5 separate regions of the Mus musculus genome follow, and regions 1, 3, 4 and 5 are each linked to region 2. Evidence: chromatin contacts called from public Hi-C and promoter capture Hi-C data. All regions are on one chromosome and are shown on one strand. The core of a region is the stretch at or near the end of the contact, and the rest is flanking DNA. Distances in the headings are between cores, read along the strand shown.

Region 1 (3,390 bases), core at 825-3,324, 860 kb before region 2:
CATAACTTACTAGTAAAAACATCAATAAATGAAGAAAACGGAAAGACTCCAGTATTCTTAGGCAGAGGAAGCTGTAAATAAGTTGACATAGTTATTTTCCCATCTAACTAAGTACACTTCCAAGCAATACTAGTCATAAGAAATAAGGAATACTATAGGTTAATAAAGATAGCATATTAACAATTGCAAATTGTTATGACCTCAGTGCTTGGGCTCCGAAATTCATGAAGCAAACACTGAAAAGCATAAATTGTGAAACTGTAACTGACCCAATGGTGTGAGATTTAGATATCTCAGTGTAATATTTAGGTATGTTCTGCAAACTAAAACTTAGCAAAGAATTTGGGGCTGGGTCAGATCACAAACCAAGCAGATATAACAGATATTTATAGAATATTAAACTCAATAAATAGAGGATAAGTATTTTCTTCATCGGTCATGGACAGTTCTACAAAATTAACTGTGTTGTGTGCCAATATCCTAGATTCATTTCTGTTGCTGCAATAAAATATCCTGACAAATATCAACACATAAGAGTGTATTGCAGCTCCTGATTCAAGGTTACAATTCAGTATTGCATAACTTGAAGTGGCTTATATATTATATGTGCTTTCAAAAACAGAGAAAAATAAATATATTCATTTGTTTGCTTGCTTGAACTCAGCATAACTGTTCACTGTTTTTACAGATTACCATCTCTATGTCTAGAGAATAGTGCTTTCCACTGTAGACTGAGTCTTTCCTTATTAGCTAACTTAATAATACAGTTCCCCACAGACAAGCCTTTGACCCACACATTGTAGGTATGAGGGGTGAGGAGGGAAAGGAAAAGAGGAGGAGTAGAAAAAATATGCATGACAATGTCTTAATGAAATCTGGATGAAATCTGGATGCTAAAGTCTGAATGCTAAATTAAAACAAGGTTTTATATAATTGATAATATATTTATTTCTCATATAATATTTCCTGATTATGGTTTGCTAGACCTTAGCTTCTCCCAGGCCCTTCCCTTCCCCCTGTAATCGCCTCTTTCTCCTGCTCATTAGAAAACGAGCAGGCTTCTAAGGGTTAATAATGAAATATGATGTTATAAAAGAAGACAAAAACAGTCATGATGACATTGGGAAAATAATGTCAGAAAGAAAAGAACCCAAGAGAAAGCACAAGAATCAGACCTACAACTGGCAAATTTGTGAACCCCCCAAAAACATTAATCTAGAAGTTCTTTTACATAACCCCCAAAATACTAATTTAGAAAAATAAGAATTCAAAGATAGGTATCCCCAAGCTTGATTTCTTGGGTGTCTTCTGAGATTTCTAAAAGCATTTTCACAGCGGAACATAAAATATATGTCTTGATACTCACTTTCCAGAAATATTTTGATGGTTTTATTTCTAATGCCTCTTCTGAGTTGTAAATATTAGCTTATTTAGTGCTGAGTATGAAAGTCAGGACTTTGTGCCTACTGTGCAAGTTCTCTTTCATTGAACTAAATCCCAAGATTGCATGATGGTAGATTACAAACTTTTTCTTATGCCACTACTGGGTATTCAACTCCTTTCTCCAGAAATAAAATTCTATGGTCTGGAAATTATAGAGCTTTGGAGAACATCTAGCACAAAACATGCAGATTACCAAAAATTTTATTCAATTATGTCTAAGACAGGGAAGTAATCTGGAATCTCGTCCATACACCCAAGTGCGTATTTACGTCAATTATTTAATAAAACAATTGACTTTTTGCCAGGAAAATTTGAGTCTTTTTTATTCCAATTGTGTTCCTTTCAAATCTTTAGGAAATATATTCTTTGTTATTCCTGAAAATTTATTCTATTTTAAGATTATATTTCTTTTGTTGATATACCAGATGTTATTCTTTCAGTCATAACCACCATATTAATTTCCATAGTGATTAGAACATTCAGCCATAGAATTGTCCAAAACATCCATGGCAGAAGTATTTTCCCAGAGTTTCTAATTCATTTGGTCGCAGCTAAGGCTGAAAACATGCACAGGGTGAGATTTGCGGTCATAAATTGCTGTCTTTTTCAGAGGCAAGGGCTTGGAGCACCACTAAGCAGGAAAACATGTAGCAGTTGTATTTTTGTTTGGAACTATGAAATAGAACACTCCTTTGAGAGGAGGACAGTGGTTTCACTGACAAATAAAATACTGTTGAAACATAGTTAATGTCTGATGATTATAACATTTGAACCCACTTAAGCTGTAAATAATGTATTCCTTTTTTAAAAAGAAATCTTTTTAGAAATTCCAGTTATTCTCCTACAGTTTGTTTGGATGGCACGATTCTGGTTGTACATTTAATGGCACTTTTGTCTTACATATTGGGACAGTGATTTTAGCAACTTTCTGCTTTTTGCACATCTGAACTTTCAGGTGAGAAGGATTGGGTGTTTTGTGTTCTTAAAGTTTTCTCAGTACAACATGTCTGAGAGAGTACAAGATTATTTCTTTCTTATTGAATAAAGGTAGTGGAAAAGTATCCTCAAAGCCCTGCTTCCTATGCAATATGTGTCCTTTCTCTACCACGGTTCCAGCTCTGACTAACACATTTGCTATTTCAATTATCCCAGTACATTATTTTCTTCAGTTTCACTCAGGACAGGATGCTATTTACAGACAAGCACCTCATGTATGTCCCTGGAATGTTAATTTATCCTTTTTCCCCTCCTTAAATCCATTTGAAAAGTTCAGTGGTTTTAGTTCTCCCACACATAGACTGATTAAGGTAGAGCCCTATTTCATCTGAAGATGCATGTGTCATGAGTCTACTTAAGACTTACCCAAACGTCCCTAATGAATTCCCATAGGTTTATCATATTAAGGAGTCAGCAAAGGACGGTTAGCAGAACAACAATGAACAGTGATATATTGTGATTAACAAATAAAGGTTGAAATATTGCCTCTGCATTCTTCATTCTCAGTCTTCCACTTTCCATCCTGAAATAGTTGTTCTTGTAGATTTTATTTGGTTCCCTGAAACAACTTATGCTTTGCCCTTAGGTAAGCAGAGATAAGTGAGAAGAGGCTTGTTGGAATGTTAATATGCAGTTGGATTGATATTCGCGTTATGTATCCATGAGCACAGTCATTCAGAGCCTGATTTATTATTACAGGATATATTTATGAGGTTAGGGTAATAAAAACATCCTAAAATTTATAAATATTAGTGTGGTAAGACCATATTGATAGGATCTGTTTCATGTGAAATTGCAGTATTATTTCTTTGATCATATTTCTTGAACATATTTTATGATTTGAATTAACTTTCTCTTGTCATATTCTTGTAACTTCCCAATATGAAAGCTATGAATCCCATAATTGTGAACATGAATTTAACGTCTCTTCATATGCCTATCTAGATTTTC
Region 2 (3,089 bases), core at 566-3,065:
TCTGACCTCACTTCCATGCATTCCTTAAGTTGACTCTTCAGTCAGACTTACGACTTATCACATTGCTTCTCTACATACACTTCCAGTAGTATTTTCTTACATTTATAAAAATCATGATAATAATAATAACAACAACACCCATAGCTTTTTAGAAAGGAGGATATGCTCATTGCACTACTTTATTATACTTTTGAATCATCATTACTGGAAAATGAAATTATATTTATTAATAACCACCCCCTCTTCCTTTTCTGGATTAATTCTGTTTCCAGTAGCATGAATCACAATGTCAAGCCTGTTTAGGGTTTCATCTTGTTGGTTAACCAATATATGTTTGTAAGAATGAGCTTAATATACTGTCTTCTCAGAAGAAGGATATAGAGGATGATAGGTTCTGGGGACACATATGCATAACTGCACAGAAGAATGGATATTTAAAGAACGGTGGAAATGCATATGTCCTAAATTGTGAGCTTTGCTGATTCAAGAACCAAAGGAGCTATTGCTATGCTCTGCTGCCACCTTGGCAAATCAGAAGGATTTACAACGGAATTCTTCAAGCTGAAGTCTGAGGCAGCTCCAGAGGCCTCTCAGGACTGCTGGGCTCAGATGGGCATTTGCAGTTTCTGCCATTCACATCGGGTTGGGTATATTGGGTCCGGAGGAGGCACCGATTCGGTGGTAAAGCGCGGTTTGCTCTCCCTTTTAAAATAACCCCTTTCAGCAATGCCTATTCCACTGTCTAACAGCTTCCTACTGAAGAATAGAGCCTGAGAAAAACAGTTGTACGTTTGTGCTCAGATCACAGTGTCTGGGCTCATTTGACAGAGAAAGCTACAGCAGAAGAGAACAGTTTTCTCAGGCCTGAGTTTCTTTTCTGGGTCAACAAGACGGGTTCTCTGCTTATTCAATTAACTTTCTGGAAGTTCTGAATGTATAGGCAAAGCTGTTCACTAAACCCAAGCCGGAATTTGTTCATTATATAATTAACCTGTTCCAAGGGAGCTGAGGAGACATTGTTAGTCAAATCGCCCTTAAAACTAACCTGATATATATCAAGCCCTGCTCCCCTATTTTTAATTTTTGCATTTGTATTCTTTTTTCCCCCTCTCTATGTTTATTCCACTCATGCCTTTCTCTTTAGGCTCGTTTACCCAATCACATACCAACTTCGTTCTTGTCTCTTTTCCACCCGGTCTTCAGGTGTTTTACTCTTTCTTATTTAACTGATGTCATTTAGTTGACACCAGCTTCTGATGGGTAGGAGGGAGGCCACTCTCCTTGCGGTTTCATTTAAATTTGGCAGGAGTGGGTGGGTCCCCTTCTCCATTCCTCTCGCACTGCACTTGAAACTCTGTTAAGAGTTAGAGCTTGATCAGAGATTTCTAAGTCTTCAAAGCGCAGCTGGGCAAGGAAATTATATGAGAGGCGGGGGACACAGAAGTAAAGGAATAAAAGCCAACTTTGCTGGCAACTTCAATAAATCCGGTAACTGGAGGTTAAAAAAAAAATAGATTGTGAGGGCTGGGTCTGGTCCGGATGAAACGTTAGGTTCCTTCCCATCTCCGAGTCTCTCTCGGAAAGCGCGCCACTGGCACCTTGCCACCCAAGTGCCCCTAGACAGCCACACGCCCACTGGAACTGCACGTGAACAAAGCTTTTGCCCGGAAAGCCAGCGTCTGTGGTTTCTCAGCGCAATCTAGCTTCTATCCGGAGTGTAGGGTGAACACAGGGTTAAGCCAGTTCCCTCCTCGATGGGAGGGAAAGGAGTGGGAGGTGAGCAAAGCTTTCTGTCTTGCCGGGTACCTTGCAGTTAGTTGTACATTTGAAAGCAGTCGCCATCACTTGTGAGTTTGGCGTCATCCATTGTCACCACCAAGGAATGTGCGCTGGGAGATAACACCAAGGGCAGTGCTTCTCAAACACGCAGAGAGCTCTTTCTCTCTCTGCTTCCAGGTGCGCTCTTATCTGGTCCTCTGTCCCAAGTTTCCAGAACGTGGAGGCAGCAGCGCAGAACCGGTCACCGCGTCCACTGAACCTCAGGACCAGACTGGCAGTTCTCAACGATGGGCAGGAGGGACCTCGGCGGCGACCCCTAAAACAATACCATGCCCGGGGAGTCCCTCTACTGCCGCTCTAGCTTCTTCCCTTTCCACCTCCCGGACCCGGTTGGATTCGGATGAGCTAAGGAGACAAGGCTGCCAGGTAAAAGGATTGCTGTGCCAGGTGAAATTTCTAGTGACTGCCCTAGCTTTCTTTACATGGCCACCACATTATTTGGACCCCCACTCCCTTTTGAACAAGTGGTGGGTGGTCACTAGGTGGGTGTTCTATGTTTTGTCTTTTTATCCGCAAAGAAAATGGGATTCTTTTTCTATCTACCCCGACTACTTGGGGACCCGGTGTGTATGTGTGTGTGTGTGTGGGGGGGGGGGGGGCTGCGCCTTCTACATTCAAGTCGATTCCAAGTCCTCTAGGGAGTTTTGTAACCGAGTTGTGGGTAAAATCGCTCATTTGCTACCTGCCAAAAGCATCGATCCTAAATGGAGTTTTCCAAATCCCCTAAGCTTAGAACAGCCTTTCATTTCCTTAGAATGCTTCTCTTAAGTCCGGTAAGTAACAACCCTCCATACCCATCTGGGTTGAATGCAAGAAGTGTTATTATCAAGCCTCAGTATCTCAAGCCCCTACCTGCCCTATGCCCGAAATCCGGGATCAATTCCCCACTAAATTGGGGATGCTAGTTCGTTTTCTTTCCAATCGCTCGTGATTTTTACAAGCCAAGGACCTTTCCTGCCCTGCTGTTGCACCAGAACTGGTAGTTCCATAGCTGGTGTAATTGTGCTTTCCTTACTGGTCAGGGATGGAAAAGTCCCCAGGAGATCCCGATACTGGGGAGTCCACTTTCCCTGCGTCCAGTGCCTGGGCTGCGGAGATAGGTCCTTCTATGCCCTCAGGCGCTGAATGCAGATACCCAGAGTAGTAAGGGGGACGGACCTATCCAGCTGCCCTAGAGCCTCCACTAGACTCTGGCCTCCTGGAAAAAGCCCTCCTCTGAGCTGAACAGCCCAGGGCTCTTACTGGAGTTT
Region 3 (3,094 bases), core at 528-3,027, 810 kb before region 2:
AAATTGTCCTTGAATCTAATGATGTATTTTCTGGAAAAGTTTTCTTTACTCTTTTTTTAATTGGATATTTTCTTTATTTACATTTCAAATGTTATGTCCTTTCCCAGTCCTCCACTCTGGGAAACCCCTTATCCCATCTAATGTCCAGGTGAAATGAACTTGAATAGTTTATATAACCAAGTTTAACATAGAAAAGCAGTCTCTAGCTGAGATCACATTTATTGTTTAGCTTTTTTGCTTCTCCTAGACTCATAACCTCATTTGATTTTCCTTTATTCCTGGGATCCAAAGAACTCCTATAATACAACTAAAACAATTTAGTTCCTTACCATCATACATTTCGAATTTCAAACCACACACACACACACACACACACACAAATACACACACACACACACACACACACACACACACACACATTAAACACATAAACACATTATGCACATACAACCATGCACACACACTCCACACTTACACATCTATACTCACATCACACATACATACACATTCATGGACACTGACACATACCACACAGGTACAAACACACACCATAAACACACACACACACATGAAATGGTGCTACATTTCTCTTAATAGACAATAAATTTATAGATTTCATAACTACTAACTTTCATTATGTCCAGTGAGTAAACAGAGATGTACACAAATACACACACACACACACACACACACACACACACACACACACACACATTATGCATATACACACATACACATACCATACAAACACTACAAACACACACTTAATATAAGACTGCTGACAAAAAAGTACCCATAATGTATCCTTTGGATTAGATGATGAGATTGTTACTCCAAATTAAGGAGAAATATTGAGAACCAAAGCAGAAGTGTGGAGGGTCTTTTGTTTTGTCTTACAGGATACAAGGATGATCTACATAGAAAGTTAGCTGCCCATGAAAATAACTGAAAGAATAAGATCACAATAGCAATAGTAAAAAAAACAAAACAACAACAAAAAAAAAAAAAACAGAAGCCATATGCAAACACCTAAGAGAACTGATAGAAAAGTTTCATCCAAACACATGGCAATACTTTCCCTGACAGCATCTAGGGTTACAGAATAATTCAAGGGCTAATATGAGCCTGTTCCTTCCATTGGCCAACTACTTTCATCTAAGATGGAGTTTCAACATGATTTGATAACAAAAGGGGGGCCCCTTATGTCTATATTTCTAAGTGGAAGAACAGAAGAACATTGAAGAATGTCCTCTATCCTAACTTGCACCTCAGTTCTGTCATCCAAACACAGCCAGGTTCATAATGGGGTTTTAAGATTCAAGAAACAATCTTCCTATGAATGTTTTGTTGCCCTGTCTGCTATGTGCTTGTGAACATCAACTCATGACCTACCTTCAGCATTTGACTAATTTTGCAACTAGGTAGCTTGAAACTGAACATCAAATTTAAGCATTAATTCCTCTTTTATTTTTCCCTTTCAAAATGTGCTATTGGATAAGGAGAAGAATATCCTCATATGGAGATGAAATAGTGTTGAAAGCATCTGCTACATTTCTGATAATAGACAATAAATTTACAATGAAGATCATAGCTACTAACTTTGACTCTGTCCAGAGAGTGCAGTGCACGCAAGGTTAGAGGTTCTGGTTTTATTAATCATAATTATTCTGTAAAAAAAATGTCAACTCTCATCCTTTCTCATCCCTTTTAAACTATATCACATACTTCTGCTTTTCATCAAATGAGAACACTGTTCAGTTATGTTTATTCTCTAAATGAGTCAGCCAAGGTCAAGGCTAAATTGTCATAGGGGCAGAGAGAGGGAGGGGAATGGATCCAGTATCTCTCCTTCAGTGAGAGACAAAAAGGCTATTGTCTTCAAATCAGTAACTTAAAGTTTAAAAATTGAAGACTAGTATGTTTTCATTTAATTATACAATAAATCTAGAAGACCCACCTTTCAATTAATAATTTAAAGCAAAGTATTTTATGGTGGTGCAGAATACAAATATTTTTCCATACTACCTTTCAAAATGAGAATGCATCATTTAAGAAGTGCGCATTCTGAAAGGAGATCAAAAGAGAAATGTAAGTAGAAAATTGTTTAGCTTAAAAGATATTTTCTTCATGTCTTTTTAATTTAATTTATTTTTAAAGAGAGAATCTTGCTATTCAACCAAACTTGGCTGGATTTAAACTCATGATCTTCTAGTATCAGCCTTCAAATACAGAAATCAGAGGTGTACACTATATTGACAAAGTACTGTATAATGTTCACTTGAATTTTCTTTGTGTCTTAATGTAGATATAAGAATTTGATATATATATTTTAAAATTAATTTTCTCACATGTTAAATTCATACCAGGATTTTTAAAAATCAAAGGCTTAATTTAATATTGATCCAGTTCTTTGGGGAGAAAGGCTTAGCACAAGAAAGGAAGCAATAGATGTATAATTCAAAGAATGCTAACATAATCAAACTTTCTTACTCTGAGGTCCTTTCCTTTGTTTCTCCCTTCTTCTCCTTGTCCTCCTCCTTCCTACCTCCCTTTCCTTCCTCTGCTTCTTTTCCCCTTCTATTGTTTTCTCTTTCTACCCTCCTTTGAAAACTACTTAATTTGTGTTTTTGTATTATATATATATATATATATATATATATATATATATATATATATATATATATATATATATATAATAAAAAATAGAAAATAGCACTGAAACTTCCAGCAAAGTTGAATATCTGGAACAATTTTCTGTAATCTGTATTTTGGATAAAATAAGATCTTGGAATATTCCTATTTAAAAGCAGCTAAAAAGAAACAGGGATGATACTTTCAGATCATCCTTGCATCTTCACTTGCTCAGGGAGAAGAAACCTGCCGAAATTTAGAGCTTGCCTAGCATACAACCACTTAAGCAGTCTTAATTTCTTTTCTTCTTTTATGTAGTGAAAACACCATATTTTATACTACCCTTCATCTGCCATGCAATTTATAGAATTTCTTAAAAAAAACATAGAAATTAAAATATTGCAACTTAGGCAAGAAATACTATGCCTTCAGAGTGCTTGATCAAAAAGTAACAGGATTTTTA
Region 4 (3,393 bases), core at 289-2,788, 990 kb before region 2:
GCTGGAGACTAGATTTTCAAACAATGAATTGTGTGAGAGAACTTTTCATATCCAAATAACCATTCCATCAAAATTAAATGTAATTCACCAGGATGTCAAAGCTGCTATGCTCTTATCTTTAAAGTTTAGCCTTAGCTCTGTTCAGAGAGACACCTTTTTCTTTCTTTCCCAGTTCGAATCAGTTTTAACAACTTATGAGTTAACCGTTGTTTACTTCTAGGCTGTTAGATCCCTGTAGGATTACACATGTTCTTTTTCTTCCTCAGCATCCAACCCTGGACTGCCAAACAACTATGTGTCCTGCATTAACTCAGCAGGCATAAATCCCTCCATCCCTTCCACAGCAGGATCTCTCAAAAAGGCTATTTAGCCTAGGAGAAAAAAAATGCCTCTCTTCACAAGTGCAGACAGTAACTGGAGCATGTACTTCAGCCCATGGGATTCTGAAAGGTCAAGCTTGCTGTCTGGACATGCTATATTATAGTAATTACTTCCCTTGCTTTCTCCTCCTTAAATACTATTCATGGGTTCCACTGAGCCCTGACCTGATCTCTAAAGGCTGCTATGCTAGTTTCTGAGTTACTGTAGCAAGAGTAATAGTACAGCCACATGACAAAGCGATAAATAGGAACCGAGTGGGATGAAACCTCCATAATAGGAAATAGTATAATAATAATAATAATAATAATAATAATAATAATAATAATAATAATAATAATAGTTATTATTATTATTATTATTATTATTATTATTATGATCATCACAACCCTTTTCTTATCCACCAAATCTAGACACTCAGGTCAATGGAGTATTAAAACTATGTCAAGATCATGTAACTACTAAACACAGTATTACAAAATCAATCTTACAGATAATATTGTTAACTGATATCTCACTTGTCCATGTTTTCTAGGTAAGAAAACTTACTTTTAATGGCAAATTTGCCCCAGAATTTCCTCTTGTTAAATCATTTCTTGGGATACCATAAACATATGCTTTATTTAGTTGGTTTTCTTTTGAGAATGTCTAATTTGTTGTTGTTGTTGTTGTTGTTGCTTGCTTGCTTTGAACTGGGGTCTTCCTCTGTCTTTAAATTTATCATCCTTCTGGAACACTCACAAGTTCTAGTTTTGAAAAGGACTCATATTTCCCATAACCTTTACAACTTTGCACCACACACTCATAACCATATCATAGACTTAGAAATTTTAAAATATTTTCATGTATCAAAACTTTTTATCATTCAGATTTCTTCTCTGTATTTGATTTTTCTGGACAATTGTCTTTTCCTTGGCAGCTGTCCATATCTTCTTCCCTGACTCTGCTTGGCAAAACTCAGCTGTTCAAAATTCACACTAGAAGACTTCCGTGAACTGTTTGTTTGAACTGCATTTTAATGTTTGCACATGTACTTCTATTTTTACAACAATTTTCACATGCTATTAGATCTCAAATGTAGAGACCCTGCCTGTTGGACAGTACAGTTAAATACAGTGTCTGAATCACACCAATGCCTTGGGGAAAGTGGTTTCTGAGAACACGGCCGAAGGAATTGTAGCTAGAATTGGTGTACAGAGGTCACATACTGCTTCCATTCAGAGCTGAAAACAGAACAAAGTTAGATGTCACAGCCTCATATATTTCTTGTTTTGAAATTAATTCTGAAATATGTGTAAAATCAACACAAATAATATGCAGAACGGAGACACGAAGGCAGCTCCATGTCTATTTCTTCATTACTGCAATTGGACCATTTGCTTACAATAGCCCCTCAAGTGTACACACACACTTTTCAAACCTTTCAAATCAAATGTCACATTAGAAAAATGTTTTTATTAGCAGAAAAACATCTAGGCTTCACTGAGCAATTTGCAAATGTTACCTTATCAATTCTACTAATATAGGAAGGCTGAAGGCAGGATGTTTATGCTCCCAGTGAACACAGCTAAAGGAAACACGTGTATGGGCATGGGAATGTGTATGTCGTAGATGATGATCTGTTCTCAATATGATAATTATTACCCAGTCTCTTTATTAAAATCACATATACATGCAAGACCCCTAAGGTCTCTCAGACACTGAACCACCAACCAAGCAGCATACATGAGCTGGTCTGAGGCCCCAACATGTATACAGCTGAGGACTGCCTGCGCTGGCCTCAGTGGGAGAAGATGTGCCTAACCATTGAAAGACTTGAGGCCTCATGGTATGGTAATGCCTGGCAGGGAGGTGGCATACATTCTCTTGGAGACAGCGGGAGGAGGAATGGAATGAGGACCTATGAGAGGGCAGTCCAGTAGTAATAAAAAATAATACCATAGCACCCAAACAAGAATGACGTTCTGTTATTCTGTATAGAGTGATAAACTGCATGCTTTCAGTTGTAAATTTCTTTTTGTTTCTCTGTAAGATATGCATATCCTTTTCTCATTAAGGGCTGTCTACTGTTCATATCTCCAACTTTGGGGGTAATGTAGGAGGTAAGAAAATATTGCACATCATTCTCTCAGATTTTACCATGTAGTGGAATTCTACAATCGCCTGGCTGCTTCTGTCATTTCTTGATTACACATAATGGAACAGCACAGAAGTGCAGCAGATAATGCAAGTGTAGAATCAAATCACGCGGTTTGAGGAGAGCATCAAGGAGCCACTTTCAGTGGGTTTTTCACTGCAATTCTTTGAAACCCAGGACTGAACCTTAGTTGTCTATCTCATCCAACTGTGTCGATAAAGATGCTCATAATCTCAGTCATAATCTCCTCAGTTCTTATTTTCAGTTTTCTCTCCTTGCTTTCGCTCCTCTTCTTTCTCCTGTGTGAACCGACTTCTTCTGTGTTCTCCATCTGGGGTTTTCTATCTGTCCATAATAAAATGTTGCTTCCAAGAAAAATAAAATGCCCCTTGGTTCCTTTTTCACCTTGAAATGCTATCAGATACCAGTGGTTTTCAACCCTTTTAGGGGTTCTAATAACCTAAGACCGTAGGAAAACACAGATATTTTACATTACCATTTATAACAGTAGCAAAATTACTGTTTTAAACTAGCATTGAGAATAATTTTATGGATGGGAGTCAACCACAGCATGAGGAATTCTATTAAATGATTACAGCAATGGAAAGAACCACTGAGATAGACAATGTTAGCATATAATTACATATTGATTATAGGTGTTCCTTTATGCTTCACATATGCACAACTTATTTCCCCAAAGATGATCTAGGACTTTTACTAATATCATGCCATAAATTATTTAAATCCTCCAAAGGCTAAACATTGGGGATGGAAGAGGAGCAGCTTCCTTAGGAACTGGGGTTGAATTGCTTTTTCTTACAGATTTAAGAATTCTTGCCCATTTTTATACAGCTTGTAGTGCTTAAGTTTCTTTCTTC
Region 5 (3,226 bases), core at 102-2,601, 960 kb before region 2:
CAATATAATTTTGAAGTAAGGATATTTATTTGCTTTTCCATTACACTAGATTACTGATCTGGTCAATGTGTTTTGATAGCTCATATCACCTTCAATGACAATGAATTCTTAATATGATCTCTTTCACATTTTCTCCTTTTTTCAGGAACAGTTAACGCACAGTTCTATGTGTTTAAGGAGCACTGCCTAAGATAAGCTCTTATTGTATAAAGTAAGATCTTCATTTCTGGATAATTTTCATGAGTGTACACCTTGTTGCCTTCATCATTTTCAATGATGTAGAACTTTCTGTGATAGTAATTCACTCCATAGAATTATGTTTAGAAACAAGTAAAACAAAACAAACAAACAAAACACAAGGGGCTTTTATAACGTAGTAAGAATCTGCTTCTATAATGGAAATTGTTTCAACAGTACAATTTTGTGATGAATGAAATTTTGTGCAAGGCAGTTTGTAATGTGCAGTTGAATAAGAATATGAAGGAGGTCACCACCCAGGCTGGCATTATGTATCCATTTGCTATTAACCTGGCACTGCCATGTGCATGGCATAAGTGGGAAGTCTTACAAACCATACATAAGCAGCAATGAGCAGTAATTGTGTCAAGGAGTACTTCTTGCTGATAATTAATAAAGAATGTGATGAAAGATACCCATTGTCTTTCTATAGTTGTGTGTACTGGTATATGTGAATGACAAGAATTGCTTCTAGCTATCTCCCTGCCTTTCTTTGTAAAATATAAAGCGCTTCATTCTAATTAGTGCCTAATTTAAAGCACTACACAACAAGTGTTAGGAAAGCACAAACTTTTCTAGTCATTGATGCTGTACATCTCAGCAAACTTCTGTGCAGTTAGAATATTCATTCAGAATACATGAAGCTTCACCAAACGATTGATATATATTATTCACTATATATATATATATTTAATATTATTATATATATATAATTTATCTGTACCAATTATATACTTTTTTATCCCTACCTATTACTTTATATTATTTTGTCATTCTTGCCACTTTAATTCTTGTCCTTTAAAAATTAGCTAATTAATTAATTAACTAATTCACTTTGAATCTCAACATTAGTCTGTCTTTATCTTCCCAGAATACCCTCACACAGATATTCAGCCTATCACACCCTCCTTCTTTTCTAAGAAAGGAGAACAATTCCTGTGTGTCATGCTCCCACACCTCTCAGGGCACCTCAAGTCGTTGCCCAACTAGATGCTTCTCCCAGCCTCCAGGCCATAAAAGGTGGCCCAGCTAGGGGAACAGGATCCACAGGCAGACAATAGATTCAGGGACAGGCCCTTCTTCAATTGTTGGGGAACCTTCATAAAGACAAAGCTATACTTCTGCTACATATGTGCAGGGGGCCTGGGTCTAGCCCATGCTGGCTCTTTTGTTGGTAGTTAATTCTTTGGGACCCATCAAGGGACCAGGTTTGTTGAGGTTTGGGTCTTTGTGTGGTCCCTGCCCTCCTCAAGTGCCTCGGTCTGTCTCCTAACTCTTCCTCAAGACTCCTAGAGCTACATGTAATGTTTAGCTGAGGGTCTCTCTATCTGTTTCCACTGGCTGTTTGGTTAAGTCTCCCAGAGGACAGTCATCCTAGGTTCCTTCTGTCTGAATGCGTGTTTAAAGGTAGAAAGGCATATTAAAATATATTCAGGTTCTTATTTTCTCATGGCATTTTTTTTATATAAATCCTGTTGAAAAGATGAGGAGTGAACGTGCTTAGCTTGTAAAGGCATGCTGTGTGTGCCATCTTTCAAGGAAACAACGTAGGGAGGGGTATGGTACTCACAGAGGCTGTCGGGGCCAGGAAATTGAACTAAGTCTCTAGAGTTCCAGTGCCAATTTATCAGGATAAATATACATCTGCAATCTAGCAGGCTGCAGATGAGAAACAGGCCCCAGGCTTCTCCTGCCATATTTCATTAGCCATCTTTCTGATCACAGGCTAACACCAAAGGAAAAACATGTATGTCACAAAACTCAGCGAGAACCAAAGCAGGTGGAAAGAAGGGAAAGAAAACTATCAAACAAAGCTTTTTTAAAATTTATTTCTGTGCTTTATGTAGAATTAAAAAAATACAAGCTAGTACATATTTAATTAATGGATGTATGAAATGTTTGATTTTGATCCATTTGTTTTCTGGGGGACGGAATCCAGTCAGGTTTTGAGTTTTTCTTCTTTCACTAACTGTCATGTATTAATTGACATCTAAATATTAAGTACTTGGGTTGGAGGCATCATTAAAAGAACTGGGATAATCCTTGGGTCCTCCAGGTCATGGAAGGAATTATTTACTCAATCTAACTTGGAAATAAGCTATTGACTGTCTTGGGTTAAAAAGCCCCTAGTTCTTCAAAAACAGAAATACTTCAACATGTTTTGTAATCCTAAGGTAAGCATTTGTTTTAATCTTTGAGTCCATGTATCATAGATTTTTATATATTAAAAATGTAAATTAGATCAGAGATATTGTTCAGTGGAAAGTGATTGCCAAAGTATGCTTGAGGCTCTAGGCTTTATTTCTAGTGTGGAAAAATAAAGAAAATGAAGGGGGAGAGGCAGATAGCTAGTTATGGCCAACTTAATATTATATGTGGACTTACACTAAGAAGATGTAATCAAGTTATACTTACTATGTGAACAATCACTTTTAAAAACTGATGGCCAATGGTATATGTCTGCCACAAGACCCAATTCTTCTTTTTAAAGCTCATGGTGTAAGTTGTGCCAGGAAAGCAGAACAGCTGAGATCAGTGGTGTGCACGGTCCTGAGACGTTCCAGCAAGTGAAAGAAGGACATGTTCATAGAACTACAGTATACACTACACTACACTGCCTGCCTCAGCCCTGGCAAGTGTGAGGGAGTCGTATTTAAAAAGCAAACAAGCTGTAACCAATGCCAAGATGAAGATTAAATTAACTTCTAAGTTGCCATTAACCAATGTAAGACAGAATGCACACGATTGTAAAAGAAAAGGTAGAAAAGGAATCTAAAAAACTGAGCAGTGTCTTGATTTTAGAGGATCAAAAAGGGGGTTAAAGCAACCACAATAGCAACAAAGTAATTATTTAAATTAGGGTGTCTATAGCTAAGAGTTATTGGTGAGGTCATCTTTTTTAAGCATATATCCTAAAGGAAGATTATTTTTCTTCTTCTTTTTCTTCTTTTTTCCCCCCTTTTTAACCTGTTGATAAAGAGTCCCAGGG

The links. Promoter capture Hi-C pulls out the DNA fragments that hold promoters and counts their contacts. Hi-C and Micro-C count contacts between places; a contact is called where the count stands out from the background.
Region 1: a contact with region 2 is called in a Hi-C map of myocytes, with 2.8 times the contacts expected there. The contact joins the enhancer-like site here to the promoter of Flrt2 in region 2. A contact is called at or near these places in 5 of 39 promoter capture datasets (the 3T3-L1 cell line, cranial neural crest, liver and 1 more), 1 of 15 datasets of contacts at CTCF or cohesin (the NIH/3T3 cell line), 3 of 484 Hi-C or Micro-C datasets (the AML12 cell line and myocytes), 7 of 115 datasets of contacts at active chromatin or transcription factors (astrocytes, bone marrow-derived macrophages, embryonic forebrain and 4 more) and 2 of 9 other capture datasets (adipose tissue and embryonic stem cells).
Region 3: a contact with region 2 is called in a Hi-C map of Sertoli cells, with 7 times the contacts expected there. The contact joins the enhancer-like site here to the promoter of Flrt2 in region 2. A contact is called at or near these places in 8 of 39 promoter capture datasets (the 3T3-L1 cell line, 3T3-L1-derived adipocytes, cranial neural crest and 4 more), 1 of 484 Hi-C or Micro-C datasets (Sertoli cells) and 4 of 115 datasets of contacts at active chromatin or transcription factors (astrocytes, embryonic limb bud, fibro-adipogenic progenitors and 1 more).
Region 4: a contact with region 2 is called in a promoter capture Hi-C map of second pharyngeal arch cranial neural crest, with 6 times the contacts expected there. The contact joins the enhancer-like site here to the promoter of Flrt2 in region 2. A contact is called at or near these places in 5 of 39 promoter capture datasets (cranial neural crest, frontonasal cranial neural crest, liver and 1 more) and 6 of 115 datasets of contacts at active chromatin or transcription factors (bone marrow-derived macrophages, craniofacial prominence, embryonic forebrain and 3 more).
Region 5: a promoter capture Hi-C map of hippocampal neurons shows a contact between it and region 2, with 5 times the contacts expected there. The contact joins the enhancer-like site here to the promoter of Flrt2 in region 2. A contact is called at or near these places in 9 of 39 promoter capture datasets (the 3T3-L1 cell line, 3T3-L1-derived adipocytes, the SN4741 cell line and 5 more), 1 of 484 Hi-C or Micro-C datasets (cranial neural crest), 14 of 115 datasets of contacts at active chromatin or transcription factors (the NIH/3T3 cell line, SST interneurons, astrocytes and 10 more) and 2 of 9 other capture datasets (embryonic stem cells and liver).

What each region holds. Positions count from the first base shown.
Region 1 is chr12:94,834,342-94,837,731 of GRCm38.p6, forward strand. No RefSeq gene overlaps it. Among named protein-coding and RNA genes, the nearest start is that of Gm26055, 540 kb to the right of the region's middle. Within about 2 kb of position 2,075, at least 2 of the 459 cell types and tissues checked have an H3K27ac peak or open chromatin away from gene starts, as enhancers often do. A contact at or near this core is called in myocytes, where this site is marked.
Region 2 is chr12:95,690,411-95,693,499 of GRCm38.p6, forward strand. It overlaps Flrt2 (fibronectin leucine rich transmembrane protein 2), which reads left to right and starts at 1,816. Exons shown (of 2, transcript NM_201518.4): 1 at 1,816-2,205.
Region 3 is chr12:94,885,019-94,888,112 of GRCm38.p6, forward strand. No RefSeq gene overlaps it. Among named protein-coding and RNA genes, the nearest start is that of Gm26055, 490 kb to the right of the region's middle. Within about 2 kb of position 1,778, at least 1 of the 459 cell types and tissues checked has an H3K27ac peak or open chromatin away from gene starts, as enhancers often do. A contact at or near this core is called in Sertoli cells, where this site is marked.
Region 4 is chr12:94,704,488-94,707,880 of GRCm38.p6, forward strand. No RefSeq gene overlaps it. Among named protein-coding and RNA genes, the nearest start is that of Gm26055, 670 kb to the right of the region's middle. Within about 2 kb of position 1,539, at least 2 of the 459 cell types and tissues checked have an H3K27ac peak or open chromatin away from gene starts, as enhancers often do.
Region 5 is chr12:94,735,605-94,738,830 of GRCm38.p6, forward strand. No RefSeq gene overlaps it. Among named protein-coding and RNA genes, the nearest start is that of Gm26055, 640 kb to the right of the region's middle. Within about 2 kb of position 1,352, at least 4 of the 459 cell types and tissues checked have an H3K27ac peak or open chromatin away from gene starts, as enhancers often do. A contact at or near this core is called in craniofacial prominence, where this site is marked.